Linked DNA regions of Danio rerio: region 1 is linked to region 2. Evidence: chromatin contacts called from public Micro-C data. All regions are on one chromosome and are shown on one strand. Each heading gives the region's core, a stretch centred on a gene start, on an enhancer-like site or on the middle of the called end of the contact. The rest is flanking DNA. Distances are from core to core; before and after follow the strand shown. Region 1 overlaps mapkapk2a (MAPK activated protein kinase 2a). Region 2 holds the start of il19l (interleukin 19 like).

Region 1 (6,412 bases), core at 1,304-3,803, 78 kb after region 2:
GTATCTTAGATAGGCCTGTCACAACACCAGAATGACAATATAATACAAAGTATAACCACAAGGTACGTACACTCTAAAGAAAAACAAATAATATTTCATTTAATTATAGTCAATTTAATAATTAGGCCTTGGAATCAGAATGTGAAACTACATATCCTAAATAAATAATAGTAAATGTTAACAAAAAAGTGCAAGGTCAAAAAGTAACAGAGGTTACCAGATCTATTTTTAAGTTATCAGACACCTACATGAAAACATACTAAATAATTTATAGTAAATATTACAGTGTTTAACCATACTGACACTGACACCTCCAGTAGAGATAGAGATGTTGCACAGTCTGCTAATATGTTGCTAAAATAGTTTTTGTATGGGTAATATATATTGCATCACCAAAAATGATTGAGGTCATGTATACGTGTTGTGCGATAAGTAGCTATATTGATGGACACATTATCTTTTACACTACTAAACAATTCGAAATCCTGTTTAAAACAAATAATTCGTAATAATGAGACCATCAGGCATCGACAGCTACAGAAAATTATAGGTGCAGGTTGATAATTAGTTTGAAGCAGCAGATTTGGGTGACGTTTGAGCTGATCCGTGTATCTCTAGAAAAGCTCCATAATAAATGGAGCATATAGTATAATAAAGCATATTATACTATTCTATTACACCAAATAAACAAGGGCTGTTCCTCAATACAAAGAACGCTGAGAATGAACTGTGTTCTTGTGGAGACCGGTCTTGCCAAGTTACCTCGGAAGAACGAACTCAGGAGACCACGAGAACAGAGAACACGTAATGTAAGAAATAAGATGCTGCCTTCTTCCGGATGGTCACATGACCTTCACACGTTTTAACAGAAACTTATTTAAATATTACAGCATTCATACAACAATTTATATTTTCCCCCTTTTCAATATACATACACTATACCTAAAGACCTTACTAATATATGCTGCACAATATAAAAAAAAACTAATTTTAATACGGATTTCATCAAATAAACACCCTTAATGTATTTATGCCTTTTATAAAGATTTTTATGTTAATGTTTACTTTCACAGTCTCATTTAGGGAAACTCCTGAGATAAATAAGTTTTATTTATGAACTTTAATAATAAATCTATATTAAATGCAGTGCTTCCCACCTCCTTTATTCAGCCACAATGACTTCTGGGACTTCTAGATCAAGTTTTGAGCTCAGGTCTGCATCGATGCGTCCTTGATATCAAGAACGCATCGGGAAACTTTCACATGTCCTCCATTCTCGGGGTCTGGAGTTTTGGAACTAAACTTAAGCAGTTAATGATGACATTACACGAGAACACAAGAGCGCTAAAGAACGCATTTTGAAAAACAGCTAAAAATGACTTACAGCATCACATGACCTCTTTCAAATCATTTCAAAACATTGAGTTTATATGTAAAAACTAAAAATAATGTTAAAGTTGGCAAATTCCACTGAATGTTTCAGTTAACAACAAATCTCTAGATAGATGTGGAAACATGACACTTTCCACTTTTAAAGCAGAACCTGAACTCTAAATCACATCAGTAGTTTGCAATTTAGGTAGTCTATTGCAGACTTAACCAAAACATTATTATTTTGCGTCACAATACAAGAGTCTGCATTCATGCAACTAACATTTTGATTGCAGCAGGGACGGTCCCAATGAAGCAACCTGTCTTCTGCTTCTTTGCTGGCAAGAAGAGGTTCCAGGTAGCATTCATGTTTCAAGTGTGGGAAAAAAAGAAGCATCTGATTACGCAACTATACATAGCCTATATGAAGGAGAGGTCACCACCCTGGAGTGGTACGTCATCAGACAGGGGACTTTTCAATTCACCCAAACATGAAAGGGGTACATAGGTGTATTCATGCTTTACCGTAAATAACTTCCAAACACCTGCTGGTAAACTATTTACACATATGAGGCACTGAAACCTCAGCAAAACATTACAAATGACTTGGGGGCTGTGTAAAAGAGTAACTAAATGAATCAAGGTCTTCATGACAAAGCAAATCAAGACATATAAACAAAATGCGATCGTGATACAAATGTCAAGTCATTTTATTGCTCATGAAATGTGTACTTTGCTGCAATGAAACAGCAAAATTGATTCTATTTCGCCTTCCCATAATGATGACTGGATTGTTTTAGAAAACACTGTGTCATACATGCTTTAACTCACAATTTTGGGATACATTAACTTAAATCACGGGCATTTAAAATGGCCACATAGTTTAACATCTGGTTGTACATTACAAAGATAAGATAATAAAGTAAAAAAAGATAAGGCCAGATCATAAAGCTGAAAGGAAGTTACCATGGAGCAAACAATCTAATCTAGCGCTGCTTCAGTTGAAATGTTTTTGAATGGAAGGATCATTCACAGAATTGCAAATTGCTTATAAAATGGAAAGCCGTTTGAAAAAGGAAGTAGACCAATGAACATAAAAACGGCATTTTGATGTCTGTACTGAGGATACAGAAGGTGATGATGACTCACCACTCCATTACAATAAGAAGGCACTTCCTGTTTTGGTAGAGATTTTCATAGACGTCAACAATTTTGACGATATGGGTACAGGACGAGGCCCGCCAGTGCAGCTCCACCTCTCGTCTAGCTTTTGGGCAGTCATGAAGCATCTGAAAGTCAGAATAAAGAAGCTCAGTTAAGTATCCATGGAAATTATCATATTAACAGCATTATAGTACATGAGAAAAACTTTTATTAACAGAATGAAAGCACAAAAGAACGTCAATGTGGAAAAAATTATCAATTTAGAGCATTTCTAAAAAAATAAAATGAAACGTTGTTCATGTTCACATTTACTCAATACCAGTAAAAGGATAGTTCCCCCAAAAATGAACATTTTACACAATTGTTGCACCCTCAAGTGGTTCCAAACCTTTATTTTATAAAGGTTCTTCCTTCTGGTAAATATTAAAGAAAATATTTAGGCAAAACTGAAATCCATTAACCATTGACTTCCATAGGAAGTAGCAAGAACAAAGACAATGGAAGTCAACGGATACCAGCTTTGATACCAAAGTCTTCTTTTGTGTTCAACAGAAGAAAGAAAATCATGAAGGTTTGGAACATGTGAAAGGTGAGTAAATGACAGTTTTCAGTTTTGGGTGAACTATCCTTTAAAGAAACTAATATTTGGAGAAATAACCCTAACTGCTGATCACAACAAATGAAAACATCTGTTCTTCTGGTCAATTGTAATTAGAAGAAAACGTTAAACAAATACTAACATTCATAAGAGACCTACTAAATCTAGCAAATGCAGGAAAACAAAATTAAGTGGCAGGGAGAAGTGGAAGTGAGTTAGTTTATAGAGTTTTGCCTCCCTCTATGGGTAACATTGAATCATTGCCTTTTTAAATTCTATACACTTGGGCTGGTGTGCGCCTTTTAGTTTAGTCTGTGAATTAATGCCTTAAATTGGCACATTTCCAGCATTAGTACTCAGTCAAGTAACAATAATGTGGTCTTAGTATCAATCATGGCACTCTTTTATGAATGACAAGTGTATAAGGGAAAAGATTAGGTGATTTAAAAAAGTCAAAGCATCCAATAATCATTTCTAAATTGATCAGATTCTACACTCTAAAAATAAATGACAGTAATTTAAATGGTAAAAAAATAACCTTAAACCAAATTACAAACTTTAACTGTAGGATTAAGTTCATTGACTTTACCATGGCTTTACTCTGGAGTTTGTTTGTTTTTTCCTCATCAGTGACGTCCATTAGAGTTTTAGCTTACATCAAATGTTGATAATGTTTATTGCATTATTTTAATTATATGTGTGTTAGCAGTTGTGTGAATGCTACTGAGCAACTTCTATATACTTGTATGTTTCCCTGTCTGTTTATAAATTGTGTATAAATTGTGTATAAAAATGGCAGTGGTGCAGTAGGTAGTGCTGTCGCCTCACAGCAAGAAGGTCGCTGGGTCGCCGGTTCGAACCTCGGTTCAGTTGGCGTTTCTGTGTGGAGTTTGCATGTTCTCCCTGCCTTCGTGTGGGTTTCCTCCGGGTGCTCCGGTTTACCCCACAGTCCAAAGACATGTGGTACAGGTGAATTGGGTAGGCTAAATGGTCCATAGTGTATGAGTGTGTGTGTGAATGTGTGTGTGGATGTTTCCCAGAGATCGGTTGCGGCTGGAAGGGCTTGCTAAATAAGTTGGCGGTTCATTCCGCTGTGGCGACCCCAGATTAATAAAGGGACTAAGCCGACAAGAAAATGAATGAATAAGTATTAAAAGTGCATATATAGAGGATGAACCACAAATCAAACACGCAGTAAACTCCTTTATGGAGACATGTAAACAGTGAACACTAGACATTGTTTCTTTTGAATTGTGCAGAAATAACAGTTTAAAGGTCAGCGCTGATGTAAAACACCTGCATTAGGATCATTACACACAAAACATGATCATTTATAAATGTGACAGGCTATGAGTAGTAGCTATAATCATCAGAAAGATGTCAAGCATGCCTGTGCAACTTTTTTTCCCAAGTGGTGCTCGCTGCAGAGCCATTAGAGCAGAGCTGAGCTCCAGCGAGGGGGAGCTTGAGCTCTCGCTCCACCTTTTTTGCACTTCTTCTACGAGTAATGTCACTGGGGGTAGGGTTAGGGGTGGGGTTGGTGTACGCATTAAAACAGCTTACAGGAGGAGGAGCGAGAGCTCATGCTCCCCCTCGCTGGAGCTCAGCTCTGCTCAAATGGCTCTGCAGCGAGCACCCTCTCTTTTTTCCTGATCAGATCTCTCAAATATATGAACAGAATGTCATACTCTTTTAATTGTTTTTGTGCATTCTGGTTTATTAACGTTGCACCAGTGCACCACCCGTGAAAGTGTGCGTCTGTGTGTGTGTGTGTGAGAGTTTGTTTTTGTGCAGGTGCAGTGGGTTCAACTCATACTTCTTTAAAGTCAGATTAAACTGATTCTTCCACGAGTGCAGAGCAAAATTTTTGACATGTCAGAAGACCATCTGATTGCTGATCGGGAGCGTTTAAATCAACTATCTGTCCCCCCTTGCACGAACACAGTATAATAAACAATGCATGACAAACCTGTAATTCAGCCCGATTCAAAGAAGAGTGTTGCACGAGTCAGAATTTGGCTTAAAATAGGACTCAAACAAATGCACAGTATATGCCAAGCTTAAAACAGTGGTGTCCAAAAGTCAGTTAAAGTCAGCTTTATTGTCAATTCAACCACATGTACAGGACAGATAGAGAATCGAAATTACGTTACTCTCAGACCCTAGGTGCCTAACATATAATCTTAATACAAAAAGTAGAGTTTTAAGAAAGAATTCACAAAAAATACAAGTATACATAAAATGTAATCTAAATATATACCTAAAATTTAGTCCAAATATATACAAAAAATTAGATTTAAATATATACATAAAATGTACTCAAAGAATAAAAAATTGTAATCAATACAATACAATACAATGACATTAAGGGCATATGCCAATGACTGCAAAATTCAACCAGTGTTCAAACAAATGCCTTTTTGAGTACCAATACATCCATTTTTATTTAATTTTAAATACATTTTTTTTATTTTAATTTGTATTAAATTTATTTATTATTTTTTTAGACCAAACTTAGTCCCAGAGTGCCAGCATCCTTAGTTTAGATCAAACTTGCCTCAATATACCTGTAAGAAAGCATGTATTATGCCTAGTAAGACATTAATTAGCTGCTACATGTCTGTTTAATAATTAAGGGAGGAGTGAAACTAATCAGGACAGGACTGAACATCCCTGGTCTAATAATAAATAAATTAAATAAAAATGGATTTGGTATTGGTACTCAAAAAGGCATTTGTTTGAACACTGGTTGACATCCAGCATATGGTTATTTTGGAATGCACTGTGACACAAACGCAGCACAAAACCTTATGACCAAAATCATAGTTGGCTGATTACAAATCAAATCTGAAGTGTAGTTGCCATCAACATTCATTGCATTTGCCTACTTAAATGCACACATGTGGTCTGCATAATATCAGTTTGTCAGTTCAACAGTATTTGTGCATTAAGTGCCGTTGCAAAAGTGATGTTTAGCATGACAAAGTAAGAGGGAAGATTCTAGATGGTCACAACAGATGCATCTGAATGCATAACAATGGCATAAGGTGGAAATGACAATGTGTCTCTTAGGGCCTACTCACACTATGCTACCCAAACCGTGCCCAGGCCCGTTTCCTGGATCGTTTGAGAAGTGTGAGTGCTCTGAATCGGTTCACTTGGCCAGCCCTGGCCCGGTTGAAAGAGGTGTGACTGAGCGCTGTTCACTTGGGCTTAGGCGCTGTGCGCTTGTAGTGCGAGTGCAAAACGCGCCAGAGCCCAAAACTGAAGACGAGACAA
Region 2 (7,312 bases), core at 1,961-4,460:
TTACATTTTATAGTTAAATTACGCAGAGAAAAAATAAGCTGCCACAAATTACAGTATTTTTAACTTTAGTGCATTGCAATTAATAATTTGTGATTAAAAACTGATATAATAATCAATTGTGAAACAGATCACGTTTCAGATCCTCATGTTAGTAAGTGTGACCAGGAACTTTCATTTCCTTTAACAATAAATTATAGCAGTGCTTTGATGTTTGTTTGTTCTCTTCCTGCTTACTGATTGCAAATGAAGTTAGTGTTTCATCAGCGTGATGTTTTAAATGAAGAATTAAACAGCGATTTAGTGTAATTTGCTTCCTTGGTGTGTAAATAAATCTTACCAAACAGGTTTGACTGCCAAACTTTCAGATCAGCTGTTAGGAAAGACAAAAAATGTCTTACAGCATCAGGAAACAGAGCGAGGAAGTTTTAAGTGTATTTCCTGCCAAACGTCACACAACAGCAGTAAAACGTTCTTGCGTTCATGCAAGCTGCATTAATAGCTGAAAAAAAAAAAAAAAAATATATATATATATATATATATATATATATATATATATATATATATATATATATATATATATATATATATATATATATATATATATGTATGTATGTATATATGACGCTTCACAAAAGAGGAAACTCCAACTTTTTAGTCAGTCTTTATCAGATCAAATTTAACACATTCAATGAGGTGACGATAGTGGTAGACTGACACTTTCTTAGCATTGAGATGGTAAAATAAATGTCTTAGGTTCGCATTTTCGTAAGTGATCTGAATATACAGTAATAACTTGACCAAGCTTATGTTAAGGAAGCCCCAGAACTGTCCCCACGATAGTTGTACAGTAAACTGCCTTCTAAATAAAGGCTGTTAAATGAAGAATAACCAAACGATAAGAAAAAGCAGTGTACTCCCTCTCTTCTTCATTACAATGAAAATTGAGTTCTTGTGTAAAACTCTGAACAAACCTTTTTTTTAAGTAAAATACTTATTTTTGTAGTAAAATGTTGTCTAAAACTACAAATGATATGGGTTATAGATGATAAATATTAATATATAAATATTTCCCAAATTATGTTTTTAAGAGCAAGGAAAATTTCACAGTGTCTGATAATATTTTTTCTTCCGGAGAAACTCTTAAAAGCGATTTTTAATTTTTTTTAAACACCATTTTAAGGAAAAAATTATTAGCCCCATTTAACCTATATATTTTTTTCGATAGTCTACAAAACAAACCATCATTATATAATAACTTGCCTAATTACCCTAACCTGCCTAGCTAACCTAATTAACCTAGTTAAGCCTTTAAATGTCATTTTAAGCTGCATAGAAGTGTCTTGAAAAATATCTAGTAAAATATTATTTACTGTCAAAAGTCTTATGTTTAGAAATGTGTTGAAAAAATAAATAGGGGGGCTAATAATTTTTACTTCAAATGTAAATATATGTATGTATATATCTGTATGTGTGTGTATGTATGTTTTTTTTTTTCTTTCTCCCAGTGTTGGTTTGCAGTTGGAAGGGCATCTGCAGCGTAAAACACTGCTGGATAAGTTGGCGGTTCATTCCACGGTGGCGACCCCGGATTAATAAAGAGACCAAGACAAAAAGAGAATGAATAAAAGTATATATATATATATATATATATATATATATATATATATATATATATATATATATATATATATATATATATATATATATATGAATATATAATGCATAGTTACATATTACTTTAAAAATAAAGTAATAGATTTTGAGTTACTTTTTTAAAAATATAACACAATTTACTTTTTTATTTTAGTTAAGGAAGGAAGACGGCAGATAGAAATATTTCCTAATTTTGAACACATGAAAGAAAAAGAAAAAATAATTATCTAAATGGACAGTGATAATACTTATTAATAAGACAAAAAGTACAAAAGTAGAAACCCTTTATTAATCAAAACATTATCCTACCTTATGTTTTGATGTGTTTTTAATGGAAATGAAAGATATACAGTGTGTTGTTAATTTCAGAGCTTCTCTTCTTAAAAAAAACAAAACAAAACAAAAAATCTACAAGTTCTGAAAGAGATCAAGGCTCAGTGAGGTCAAAAAAAGTAACACAAAAGTAACTCAAAAGTAATGTAATGCATTATTGACCATAAAAGGTGACGCAACTAGTTATTTACATTATCGTGCTTTAGAGAAAACACCCTTTAAAATGTCATTTGGTCACTGGGAAACCCATCACTGGGAAACATCCATACATTCCCATTCCCACTTATACACTACGGACAATTTAGCCTACCCAATTGACCTGCAGTGCATGTTTTTGGACTTATGGGGGAAACCGGAGCACCCGTAAGAAACCCACGTAAACACGGGGAGGACATTAAACTCCACACAACTTCTAATTAATTGTCATTTAAAGGCTACTTTGCCATTATCTTCAATACATGACACAAAATTTTAAAATGTAAAAATTGTATGTAAAATACAATACAATTATGATCACTTATTCTAAATTTGATATTATTGTATATTTTAATAAGTACATGTTAAGTACAAAACACAATATTGATTTTATGTAATTTTCACATCTGTGACACTAAAGAGTAATACTTTACCAATATTTCCCTTGTTTTTGTCAAAAACGTTATTTAAAACAGAATTATTTTAAAAAGGTAGTAAAGTTTGCACTTCATTTCCATTCAAAATTTTATTTTAAACTTTCACTATAAGTCAATTTTAATTATCAATAATTAATAGTCAATATTAAATTATCCACATTTGAAAATGCTAAAATGTCTGTATTTTGGTTCACATACAAGTAGACTGCTATATAACAAAAATCACATAGCACAACATGCTACTACATGTATTATAACATTATGTACGTCAGAGATTTTTGAAATGGAAGTCCCGCATCCTTTCAAGCCAATTCCTATAGTGATGGATTAATTTAGTAATTTAGTTCCTCTTACTGTAATGGGAGGTAAAAAGCCCAAAAAAAAAAAAAAAATCAAGAATACCTGTCGAAATTCCCCTCCTATCCCAATATAAGAGCACCTACCATCACCATGCACAGGTGCACATCATTTTACGAAGGAAAACACTTAGACCTCAGCAGGTAACAATACATTACATATACTAAATAAGATGCTTATGATTCTTATGATGCTTATGATGCTTAGATGCTTATGATGAATTTCTTTCTTTCTTAGACTCAATTGTCAGTGGCATAATGGAGAGCTCATTCATTGTATACAGCATGTTTATTTGCATCGTACTGAGTGGTCTATGGGATGCAGCCCAGGGAAGAAGGCTTCACTTGGGCAGTTGTAAAGTGAACATCCACACGCATGAACTCCGGCACCACTTTCAGTACGTCCGTCAAGGCATGGTGAGCAAGCTGAAAGTTTAACCTTAGTCATGTTACTTCCTTCTGTTAAAATAGCTCGTGGCAGTTTGATGCAAGTCGCCTATGTATAAATAGCACTCGATTTCCCACCATAACAATGACGTCACCGGTGATGTCAATGGGTTTTCTTGACAGGCTTGACATGTCAACAAACTGGTTATAGATTTATTTTAGACAGCTGTTTCATTCTTTTTGACTCTACATACTTGAATGAGAACACCAGCGTGTTGCAAGACATGCTTTGTCACATTTCACTTTTGAGTTCAACATCCAGCCATTGGCTTTTATCCATGACACAGCATAAACAAACAAAAGGAATACCTCTGTGAACCCGGAGAATCTCAAATGTCTTCATCTTTCTGTGAGGCCTGCGTATCAGGCGGTATATCTACAGAACAGAAAATGTACACGTCATGAAAGCAGCAACAATGAAAGCCGTTTTAAAAGTGGCCTCATTTTTTTGAGTGTTTTGAGGTTTGGAATGACTATCACTACGCTGCAATCTGATAATATCTTGTGCTTTGACAGATTTCGGGTGACGATCACAAGGGTATCAGATTGCTGAGGAAAGACGTGATGAGTAGTTTACAGGTAAATAAGCGTTTGTAGAATCAATTCATACAATATGTACAACATATTACTAAAACATGTCCTCCCTGTTAGGCTACTGAAAGCTGCTGTTTTCTCAGCCAGCTCCTTCATTTTTACATGGACACGGTCTTTATCAGCTATACTAGCAGCCATTCCTTACATCGCAGAACCACCAGTGTCTTGGCCAACTCTTTTCTCAGTATCAGCAAGGACCTGCGAGTGTGTGTATGTATATACTACAGATTCTACTCTTATTTTTTAATGTAACACTGGAAAAAAAAAAGGAAAAGTCCAGAATAGTCGTAACTTCCCAACGTTATATGTAAAGGTCAAGATCAAAGAACGCTTAGCATTTGATTGGCATCAGTCCTTTGACTAACATATTGCTAAGTCATAAAAATTTGTAAGCTGCAATATCTTTTGGGACTTTTTCTGTGGTTGCCATTGTACAAACTGTAAATACACTAGCCTCTGACTAAATGATTGTGCAATGTTAAAACAAATGGATTTTAAACTATTTTAATTTTTAAAAAATGCTAGTAATTTTCACAAACAATTAAATAAATAGCAAGTTACTGATGTGAGTTGAATGTTTTTTAATCTATAAAAATAATGATAGCATATCGAGAGTTAAGTGATAAGATTTTATTTTTACACAATATTAAAACATAAATTAATTTGTTTATATTTTATTAAATAAATGCAATTTAAAGGTCCTGTGAAGTGCATTAAAATGTGCAATTTTTATTGAATTTTAATCTCAACTGAAAAATGTAGATAGAGAGATAGATGCGAGATAGAGAGATAGATGCGAGATAGAGAGATAGATGCGAGATAGCTCCTCCCCGATAAAAAAACAATAACACTTTATTTTGATTGTCTGTTGAACTGAATTAAATTGCATACATGCCATTTATTTCTTATTAGATTATAATGAGACTGTTGGGTTGGGGTTAGGGTAAGTGTAAGTTGACGTGTGCTTGCAAAGTTTCTTATAGTCAGTTAAATGTCTGTTGAAGGAGCAGTATCAACAGATGTTAAGCAGACAGTCTACTATTACTCAAATAGACCATCAAAATAAAGCGCTAACAAACAAACATCCAATAGCATTTCATTTCATCACAATTCTGCAAGTGAGAGCAGTTGAGTTCAAGCACATCAAATGAAAAGTGTCTTAAAGGGGCGGGAGATGCTAGAGGGTATCTGATTGGTCAAGATTTGATGTAGTATGTGGTGATGTCAAAAAATTGTTGACCAATTTAGGCGGAAGTGACAAATTGCAAACTTTACATGTTTATATTTGTTTTATAGTTTCAAAACACAAATTTTGTCACTGTTTTGGAGCACAAAATAGACTAATAGATATCCATAAAACTAACAGACTGAAACTACCATCTAATAAAAAATTCATAATTTTCACAGGCCCTTTAAAATAACTTGTTTACATAACAGGTTTTACATTATGCTTCATTTTATCCAATAATATCTTGATAGGACTTAAGTCCCAATTCATGCTATTATGTGCCTATTTATGCAATACTAACTTGTCACCTTCGAATTATAAAGTTATATCAGACATTTTTGTCAAAATTGAGTTTTTGACATATTCTTATTAAATGACAACATAATTACATTATGGACTGTTTTTTAGTTGTTTACATTTTAAGAATTTTTATTAAAAAACAAATCTTACGCACATACTGTTTGCAAAATGGAATGCAAAAACTTTGAAGCTCAATTTCTCAAAATCTTTCAGATTGCAGATAGAAGCTTATAATTCCAAGGTGATGAACTGTTTATAAAGATGATTTAATTATAATTTTATTCTACATTCCTAATCCCAAAACCTAAATCCAACTTCCACCTTACAATCAAGCTAATAGTCTAGTAATTGTTGTATCAGTAATTATGGCAAAATAAAGTGTTACCAATATATTTTTATGGACTTTATTTTAGGCATAGGCCTTAAGCCTCATTTTAGCTTCAGCAGATGCAGCATGTTACTTATTGACATTTTTTGTTAATTTACTTACAATGTACAGAGTTTTTGTGACTCTCTAAAGTACATGAATATGTGGCGCATGATTGGTTGTCAGTTACTAAGCACCATGCTATAAAGTTTTTGTGTGTGTGTTTTTTCAGAGTGTTTTAACTGACATTAATTAGGTAAAATTGAGAACAAAATTGTAGAAAAAAAAAAAAGATTTGGGGTCTTTGAATTGTTTTCTGGAAATAGAGGGGAAATTAAGTGAAAAGTCTTATAACTATTCTTGCAGAGAGTTGATTTAGGAAAGAAAATGAGCAGACTAATCTAACCATGTCACTGTTTCTGTCTATGTTAAGCATGCAAATGCACACTGTGAGTGTGGTGAGAATACCAGACTACAACTCAAGAGCATTCAAACGGCATATGAAAAGGTAAGAGACACAATTCACTGACAGGACACATAACAATTCGGCATGTGACTGTAAAACACACTAATAATCTGCACAAAATCTCTCTCCATATTTCTGATGACAGCTTGATCAGGCAGCAGGAACAGTAAAGGCTATTGGAGAGCTGGATTCACTTCTGGAATGGATAGAAAGTTTCCAACAACAATGACAACACAAGACCCCATTCGATTGAATCTGAATATTTATTATATTTATAATGTACAGCTGTTTAGGTTCAACAGCAAAGACTCTATTGCATAACTTGGACTCTGGATTATTTAAAATGTATATATTTAATAACTTAAAGTTTATATATGAATTATTTATGTGATATGTAATGAACTACTTTTTTGACTTCTGTTTCTAAGCAAATTTGCATGATAAGGTAAAAATGTCATGCTGCAAAGTAGACCTTTGAGGTCAAATTGTTGTCAATGAATATTTGTCTTCATTAAAACTTTTATAAACTAGCGTATGTCACCTGTTTGATCATGTTCATGATGAATGATACACATTATAGTAAATTGCAAAACAAACTGATGTTTCATTTGCGGAATATCAGCCCATCAGCGTAAGCAAAAGTAACCTTGTCATGTTTATGCTAAAAGGAAATGCGCTGATGCTAAATAGCTTCCGTACGAAGGTGTCAGCACGTCATCTCTCCAGATTTTACAATAGATCTGTTCATCAGGTTAACTTTCAATTTAGGTAACAGATTCACAGCTATTCATAAAGAATACATTGATGTATAAATGTGTCATGCCACGTCAAATTATGAGTTAATTCTTAAAGAGGCCTTCACAGCACTGATAAGAAATTATTAGAAAAATGAATGACGCAGAACTTCTGCTAAATGATGCACTATGGAATTGGAGT

What was found. A called contact is a pair of places that touch in the nucleus more often than the background predicts.
Region 1: a contact with region 2 is called in a Micro-C map of caudal fin, with 7 times the contacts expected there. The contact joins the enhancer-like site here to the promoter of il19l in region 2. A contact is called at or near these places in 3 of 18 Hi-C or Micro-C datasets (caudal fin, embryo and hematopoietic stem cells).

What each region holds. Positions count from the first base shown.
Region 1 is chr11:23,277,183-23,283,594 of GRCz12tu, forward strand. It overlaps mapkapk2a (MAPK activated protein kinase 2a), which reads right to left. Exons shown (of 10, transcript NM_201303.1): 2 at 2,521-2,660. All of the region lies in intron 1 of LOC141376595 (a long non-coding RNA gene), which reads left to right. Among named protein-coding and RNA genes, the nearest start is that of il10, 36 kb to the left of the region's middle. Within about 2 kb of position 2,554, at least 6 of the 62 cell types and tissues checked have an H3K27ac peak or open chromatin away from gene starts, as enhancers often do. A contact at or near this core is called in caudal fin, where this site is marked.
Region 2 is chr11:23,198,487-23,205,798 of GRCz12tu, forward strand. It overlaps il19l (interleukin 19 like), which reads left to right and starts at 3,211. Exons shown (of 5, transcript NM_001082955.2): 1 at 3,211-3,391; 2 at 3,938-4,000; 3 at 4,073-4,225; 4 at 6,344-6,418; 5 at 6,522-6,655. The coding sequence starts at 3,233. The coding sequence ends at 6,605. The region is part of intron 1 of LOC141376595 (a long non-coding RNA gene); the gene reads left to right.